2 separate regions of the Sus scrofa genome follow, and region 1 is linked to region 2. Evidence: chromatin contacts called from public Hi-C data. All regions are on one chromosome and are shown on one strand. The core of a region is the stretch at or near the end of the contact, and the rest is flanking DNA. Distances in the headings are between cores, read along the strand shown.

Region 1 (4,221 bases), core at 1,284-3,783, 240 kb before region 2:
TAATGCAACTATAGTTTCTGGCTCATTTATTGAATAGCTTACTTTGTTAAACATGCATTGTGCTAAGCCTGAGGGAACAATATTGAAACTGGAGTGTTACCGTCCTCATCCTGATCGTGTCAGGGTATAGAAGGAGATATGGGCAAGGAAAGGAAAGAGACAGATGGCGAAGTCGATAGGGGCTTTGATGGAAGAAGTAAAACAGAACAGGTGGCATGCGCATCAGAAGTAATGAACACAAACTCTGGGCTGAAGCAGAGATTCAGGGAAGATTTCCAGATAAAATGTCTCTAAGCTGAAAACTTGAAAGAACTAGCCATCCAAGCATCAGAGTACAGAAAAGCCCAGCGAGGGGGGTAAGAGGCCAGTTACCTCCCCTTTGATGGCTGTAGCTAAAGCATTACAGGGTGTATCATACAGAGCAAGGGGGTTCTTTATTTTGCCTTTTTATATGGAACCCACATAGACAGGAGCTACCTCTTATGAATCAAACTCAAGCTCCAAGAAAAAGTCCAAATTCTCCACCCAAACTAAAGACCAAAAATGATAAAATACTTTAGAAAGGGAGAAATATGAGAAAAGGAAGATAAACACACAGTAGGTTGTAATCCTTTACTAGTTACTCTGTATGACACAAAAAGTCAGGACTAACCTGACCACACAGTTTCTGATACCAATCCCTGGACTCCTGGTTTCTGGAAAAGGTATCAGAAACTGGAACATTCAGTCAATTTTACCTCTATTTTTACTATAGCACTACTGTCTAAACTGCAATTTATACTTGGGTAAAACAACCCTTTACTTAAGTCATTTTTTTTTCCAGGCTTGTTTTTTTTTTTTTTTTTTTTGCCTATTTTGATGTCATAGATCAAAAATAATCCTCTGCTATCTTATTCCAGTCATTCAAAATTATTCTCAACCTCCCCTGCTATAGGAGGCCAGCCCTGCACAGATAAGTAGAACTAGTAAAACTCTGATCCCCACATTACACATGAAAAGACAAAGCCATTTTAATGATACATAATGATAATCCTAGGATCTTATGGGAAATCCAGGGCTAAAGACTGAGCTCACAAGTGAGCCTATAAAAATACACATCCATCCTTCAAAGATTTCAATGGTCATCAGGCCATCTTGAAACAAATCTCATATTAAATAACAATGGGAAGGGATACTAAAAGCCTTTTCTCTGCCCAGTATTGTCTGCCATTTTGTTTAAATTATTACTATTACTATTGTTATGATTATTATTTTGGAGCTGTACCCACAGCATATAGAAGTTCCCGGGCTAGGGGTCGAATCAGAGCTGCAGCTGCTGGCCTACGCTGCAGCCACAGCAACTTGGGAACCAAGCCACGTCTGTGACCTAAATTATTATTAAAAATTACTGACTGCTAAGGCTCCTGGGATGCGAAAGGGAAATTTGGACACTTAGCATAGGTGACAGGGAAAATTCCCACGAGGGCCTAGAAATATTTTTCAAATCTCAGAATGTATAAATTGTATCATCCAAGATCCACCTATGAAAAGTTCACTCTAGATTATCAGAGCATAGCAACATCCTGGCTGTCAAGCTATATCCCAGTTCCCTCTCCTATTTAACATACAAAATATAATACACAAAACAGCAAACTCCTCACTGTTGCAGGATGGGACTAGTTCTTACTTCAGTTTCCCTTAGCTCTCCAGCAAATACTGCTATGAAAAGTGACCAGTTTTCTGTTTTATCTCCTTTTTCTCTCCCCAAAGTCCAATTTCCTCTATTTCCAATTACCTTCAACTGGACTGACTTCAGACTTAGACGCATTTATATAAAATCTTGTGATTTACACAAAAGGTTCATAATCAGAGGCTCAGAATGTAAATAAAGAGACATGTGAACATCAAATAGGAGAAATTTGAGCTTTAAGACAGTGGTTAGTTCACCACAGCTACCAAGCAGTGACCAGCTTGAGAGAGTTCTATTAGATACAGAAGTTTAAAAAAAAAAAAAAGTCACCTTCTCCATTTTCTTGAGGCTTATTCTTCTTCCAAAATTCAGATTCACGCTCAAGTTCTTCTAATTTAAAAGAAAAAGGTATAAATGGAAACAATTGTGAAATCTTTAGTAGAAATGGTGATTATACAAAACACAAAAATCTGCAAGAACCCAAAGAGCAACTTACGTTCTCGTAGTCCAGGGACCAACTTAAATATAATTTCCTCTAACGTGTTATCCAACCTTTCAGAGAGGAAAAAAGACAATATGCTAACAATGAAGACACAAAATCCAATATGTAAACAGTTTAAGATCTGTATCCCACACACTTTATAAAATTCAGAACATACACAGTCAGCAAGTACCACACTCAACTCCACTGCAGGTGGACACAGCAGCCTCCAGTCTGTCCAGGGGTGGACCAGATTACAGGCTTGTCCCCAGCTCTCTCTACAGGACTTTGAAATTGCTGCCTTGATTAAGGAGTGGAGTCCTTAGGTGGAGAGAATATAACACAAGTGACACTGCTCGTTCTGAGCCTGAGCCTCATGGGGCTCAACACATGCTTTGTTTGCCGTGCTGTCCTTAGAATCCTGCCACCGTGAGAACAAGTCCAGAGGAGGAGACACTGTGTCCAGGAGAGCCAAGCTGCGGAGCTAAGGCCATCTCAGACTAGTTCACGGACAGCCCAACCCAACAGGACAGAACCCGGCCCATGTCAGCAGGGCTGGGGCCTGACCAGCTGCTGACTGCAATCACCTGAGTAAGCCGAGCCAAGACCAGAAGAACCACCCAGTCTGTGAACCACACAGAGTTGTGAGGAATGATAAATGCTTTTATTATTGTTTTAAGCATGAAATTTAGGGGTATGGTTTACTATGCAGCAACAGCTGATACAGCCACTTTCAAAATCTCCACCACAAACTCTGGCTCTTTCCTATGCTGGGAATAACCTCCATTCCTCTCTTCCAAGAAATTTAAACCATTTGTTCTATCTTGCTAGATTAAAAAACTGTAAATATTTACCTTAACATTTTTCTTGCTTTCTTTTCCTGCTGCATCTGAGTGTAACCCTTCCCTTTCATGGCTTTCATTTCTTGGTCTCATGCCTTGCTCTTATAATACCCTTTTCTCTTATCTCCTTCACCCTGCTCAGCTGCATTACCTTCTCTGACTAAAAATACGTATACTTTTCTCACATCTGAAAAATCCCCCATACCTTGGCTTAACCTACTGTCTTTTCAACTGTTAGCAGTTTCTCAACATTTTCTTTCAATTTGAAAGCATAACTGACACTATTTCTGCTTCTTTTACTTGACTGAACTCCCCAAATTATCCATATCTTCCAAACTGAACAGATTTTTAAAATTTTTTAGAATTAAAATTTTAAATTTTAAAATGACTTTTTCATGTCATTTTTCTCCTACCTTGCTCTGCAGCAGTCTGTCAGTGCTGCCTGACACTGCCTCCTTGAAAATTTCCTCTCCTGGTTTTCTTTTTCTCTATTGACTTTCTGTCCCTAAATAACTTTCTTTTTCCAACCGCCTCTCCATCTGCGTATTCCTCTTTGCTCTGCTCTCTGAACTCTGGCCTTTTTCTACAGGTTGCCTTCCTTGAGGATCTCATCCACTTGTCTGGCTTCAAAATCTATATACAGACAGATAACCTACACCCCTAACGCACACACCCCATCTCTCTGCTGAGCTCAAGGTCAGGATTTCCAACAGATGTTGACCGCTCTCTGTCAAGACTCATCTAGTCTCCTTCAACAAAAAACTGAGCACCTCCGTTAGTTTTAAAAATTAAATTTAGAAATGATACCACATCACTCCCAAACAGGCTCAAAATGCAAACATTCTTAACCTACCTCTGTCTCTCTCTTGCTTCACACTCGCCTTCCCGTGCCAAGCCCCAGACAGCTCCTGCTCAATGCCTCTCCCACCCAGGCTTCCCTCCCCACCCCCCGCTTCCATTCTCTCAATCACCATTCAGAGGAGCAGCACAGAGATACTTTCCTTCACCTTGACATGCTCATAAGGAATCTTCCTTAAGCAGTAATTTGATCATTATCTGCCTGCTCATTTCTTCCCACCACCTGCCTTGGAGTGTTTATACAACTTGAGCCCACCCTACCAGCTGTAACTGGTACTACTCGCCTGTCACTCTTCTCTAGCCAACTGGCTTATTCAATTACTGCTGAGAACGCCTTGCCTTTTCCAAACTGTGTTCTCCCTCAAGCTTTC
Region 2 (4,290 bases), core at 1,271-3,770:
GCAAGAGCAGTTGCTGCCTCTCTGGCAAGCAGGCCTGAACGCTGAAAGACAGAGAAGCACATTCTCTCTTGAAGTCACGTGACAGTTGGGCCTGAATTCTTGGGTGGCATGTTTGAACTGGGGTGAGTTGATCCTCCTCATAATACATATAAAAAAGCATCTTCTAGGGAATCTTAGAATTTGCTTGGGGACTTGGGAGCCCAGGGCTAAGTGCCTGAGACATGGCAGCCACAGGCTCAGAGTCACTGGGGTCTTTTTTTTTTTAATATATTTTATTTCTTAGAGGAGTTTTAAGTTCACAGTCAAACCATGAGAGTAAGGTAGAGAGGGAGCCCATATTACCCCCCACCCCCCACATGCAGCACCTTCCCCATGTGGGCAGAACATTTGTTACAATTAATGACCCTTCATTGACACATCATGGTCACCCAAAGTCCCTAGTTTATATTAGGGTTCACTCTCAGTGTTGTACATTCTGTGAGTTTAGTCAAATGTATAACATGTATCCATCATTATAGTATCATACAGAATAGTTTCACTGCTCTAAAAATCCTCTGTGCTCTTCCTGTTCCCTTTCCCTCCCCCAAAACCTGGCAATCACTGATCTTTCTACTGTCTCCATAGTTTACCTTTCATAGAATGTCATATAGTTGGAGCCCTATAGTATGTAGCCTTTCTAGATTAACTTCTTTCACTTAGTAATATGCATTTAAGATTTAAGTTTCCACCATGCCTTTGCATGGTTCAATAGCTTTTTTTTTTTTTTTTTTTTTAGTGGTGAGTAATATTCTGCTGCTTTGGAGGCACCACTAGACTTCATTTTACTGATGTGGACTTTGGGAATCAGTTCTTATTGATGCCTGAAGTTTATGATTCCACAAACTCTACCCCTCAGAATAAAATTGTGTGTCTACATTAGAGCACAGAAGAGGAATAATTAAATAGGTCGGAACAAACATGGCAATAAATAAATGAAAAAAAAAAGGAAAAGTCCAAATCCCACAGCACCACATACAGATCTCCCTGAATCTGGCCTGTGCTTGTTCTCCAACCTCATCTTCTACCACCATGCCTGCTGTCACGCCCAGCCAGGTCACCTCTCCAGGTCTATCACAGCCTGAATGCCTTCAACGTCTCTGCCTGGAATTTCTGCCCGCTTTGCATGTGCCAAGTGACTCCCAAATCTTCCTTCAAGTCATCCATGTGACACCTTCTCTGGCAGAGCTGAGCACTCCCTTCCTCCTTCCAGCCACCTGTGCACTCTGGCATGTTCTTGTCACACTGAACATCAGTGGCAGTTGGGTACAAGCAGACCTCTCCCACTGACCAATGAGCTCCCTGAGGCTAGGAAGCCCTTCCCGTGGAGCAAAACTGGAAGCTCATGAGGCACATAATAAATGCTTAATTAATGGTGGTTAAAAGAGTCAATAAGCATGTGTGCATACATTTTACTTGATTTTTCTATTTAGAGCATCAGACTATTGACTGCCATTTTCAGTGGGATCCGCTCTGCTCAATTTATTTGCTAAAATACCTAAAGGATTTATTCTGCTTGAGACTTTATGAATACACACAAAAAGGACTCACTGGAAATACCACCATGGAGAATAACTAAAATTTATACACGCAGCAAAAAGAAACATTAGAAATACCATTTAATTGGGAATAATTAAATCTATGAAATGGGATAAACTATGTTTTGCTTCTGGAACAGTTAACTGAGGCAAACATAAGAGAAGCAACAAATATTTATAGTGTATCCAGACATTAACTTGTGACTGCTTCTCCCTCTGGAATTAGAAAGGTTTTGAAAGAGGAAGGCTAATGCCATAGAAAAGATGGGGTAAGCAAGGGTTTGGTAAGAAAGTTTGTTGTGTTTACACAAACCAAAACAGATCCCAAATCTCAGAAGTTTAACACAGGGAAAGTTTATTTTCCACTCAGGCAGGTCTCCTTCATGTGCTGTCTGCACCACCTCACACACACTGCCTCCAACACCACTGATTGATCCCAGGCCACTTCACTCTGCTCACCTCCCATTCGTCAGCACCCTGTCACATGACCCCTCTGCCTGCTGGGAATTAAGGAGGAGGAACCCTGCTCTGCAGGGAAGGAGATGCTGCAGAGATCAGCAAGCAGGGCATCCCCAACAGAGTGCTTTTGGAGTCCACATCTGTGGAAGGGATTGGACAGATCAAGCCTCAGCAGTCACCTTGGGAGCCTGGGCTGACTCTGTGAGGGGTTCTGTAGACCAGATATCTTCAGGGCTGTCCTGATTTGGGGCAAAAAGGGCTGGATCTCTGTTCCCCTGCATTGATCAGCCACTGGCTCAGGCTGTTCTGGGAAGGGGTGTGACCCTGAGTAAGGCAGCTCAGCCAAGGCAATTCCAGAGAAGACTGACTCCAAGGGCTGTGTGCCAGCAGCTGGAGAATAAGTCCAGCTCGCATCCCTGACAAGGGTCTAGGAGGCTCATCAGAGCACGTGCACAGTGAGTCACACAGTCTTCCAAGCAGAGAGATCACACTGGAATCCTCTTTCATCATCCTGGCCTTAAACCTATCACTGGCTTGACCTGTGAACCCCACCAGTTGTCTCTGCTAGCAATTCCAATAAGCTTGGGCATAAAGCACATTCTTTATCCCTAACTACTCTGGCTGTTCCTGCTGGCTGAACCCCACCCTCCAAAAAATGTTCTGAAAAATTCCTGCTGCCCTTTAAACCAGAGAACAGCTTCTCATCTGCTCTGGGTCTTTGCCAAGCTCACCATGAATAGGGGGTATCTGTCTCTCTTTGAGCTGCCTCTGGCTACCGTGAGCCAGGACTCTTCCACAGTAAATAGCCTTTTCCAGGCTGGACTTCTGTTTAGCATTACCCAATATCTACTACTCCTGCAGTAAGAACCAGACTTGATTTTTCTGTTTAACCATTTCATGCCCACTATTCACTGGTTATGCTGGAAACAGCATGGCCCTGTTGAGAAACACCTGTGCAAATTCATCATTTGTTTAGTGGGTCTCCTGTAGAGAGGATGTGGATCTGGACTCTAATGTTCCAGAGGGCACTTCTTGGACTCCATTTTTACATGTTCTAATCACATTCTTTCTATGGAGACAATAATGGCTGGCATTTATTACAAAGCACTTCACATGTGATAACTTACTAAATTTTCACACCTATCCTATGCAGAGGTACTAATATTTTTCCTGACTTGCATATAAGAAAACCAAGGCACAGGCAGTTGAAGATGCTTGCCTAAGGTCATATGAGGCATAGATGGTGGAATTAGTATGGAACCCCAGGTAGTCTAACTGTGAGGTTCAGGCTCTTAATCACTATATTATATGGCCTATCAGTGTCCAGGGAGTGGGCTCATAAATTAGCAAGGTGGAACCTCTCATAAGAATCATTGAATGTACTGAAGTCCAATGTACTGACGTCCTTTCATGGAAAGCCCAGTAAGAAAAGAAGCCCTAGCTTGGAACTCCCTTCACAAGCCAGAAAAAGTAAATTAAAAATGAGTAAATTTAGGGAGAGGAATTCCCCATTAAAAAAAAACTGGACCTGGTATTAAATGACAAATGTATAGGCGTTGGTGTTTTAGCATGGGACAACTTATAAGTAGTTCTGTGGTATGTATTGTGGTACCATGAAGCCATAAGGTAGTAAAATATATTTAGATTTGGAAGAGAGATAGCAACCATGATTTGTGGGTATGTACAGTGGGGCAGAGAGGGGCAGGAAGAATGAGCTGTCTTCTATGACATGGAGACTCGTGTCTGTCCCTGCGGGTGTACAGGGCCATGAGGCTACAACCCCACCATCCTCATCCACCTCTGTCTTTGCAGGAAGCCTAACTACCTCCAAGTTATAAGGTGGTGTTATGTTAAATCGTCTGGTGGGAGCTGGGCGACAACCTTACAAACCCGATCTCAATGCTGAACAAATTGTTCCTTTGTCTTCAGGTGTGGCGATGTGATGGAATCTGTCCACACCACAGCCCCTGGGAAATGGGGCTGGACAGACATTTGGTGCCAGGCTTCTTTGACAGGAATGCTAACCTGTCAAGTCGGCTCCAGTGTCAGGATACAAATAGCCATAATGAGGCCATCGACCAAGCTTAGCGAGTCCTGCCCGGTGATGAAATGTGCTTGCAATAGGCAGGGTCTGGAGGTGATTTGGGCCTGACAGCTCAGCCTCCAAACCACATTTTCCATGTGTCAGGAAAATGAACACCATGTCCATTGCACATGGTTTTAGCAATTAGACCTTTATTAATACCGCAGAGCAGCT

What was found. Hi-C and Micro-C count contacts between places; a contact is called where the count stands out from the background.
Region 1: a contact with region 2 is called in a Hi-C map of skeletal muscle, with 5 times the contacts expected there. The contact joins two enhancer-like sites. A contact is called at or near these places in 2 of 5 promoter capture datasets (fetal liver and liver), 25 of 47 Hi-C or Micro-C datasets (adipose tissue, alveolar macrophages, blood and 12 more) and 1 of 2 datasets of contacts at active chromatin or transcription factors (skeletal muscle).

What each region holds. Positions count from the first base shown.
Region 1 is chr14:102,917,508-102,921,728 of Sscrofa11.1, reverse strand. PCGF5 (polycomb group RING finger protein 5) reads right to left here. Exons shown (of 10, transcript XM_021073244.1): 4 at 2,166-2,221; 5 at 2,000-2,059. Among named protein-coding and RNA genes, the nearest start is that of PCGF5, 92 kb to the right of the region's middle. Within about 2 kb of position 2,533, at least 13 of the 83 cell types and tissues checked have an H3K27ac peak or open chromatin away from gene starts, as enhancers often do. A contact at or near this core is called in adipose tissue and skeletal muscle, where this site is marked.
Region 2 is chr14:102,673,376-102,677,665 of Sscrofa11.1, reverse strand. The region is part of intron 4 of LOC110256743 (a long non-coding RNA gene); the gene reads right to left. Among named protein-coding and RNA genes, the nearest start is that of ANKRD1, 63 kb to the right of the region's middle. Within about 2 kb of position 2,520, at least 21 of the 83 cell types and tissues checked have an H3K27ac peak or open chromatin away from gene starts, as enhancers often do. A contact at or near this core is called in adipose tissue and skeletal muscle, where this site is marked.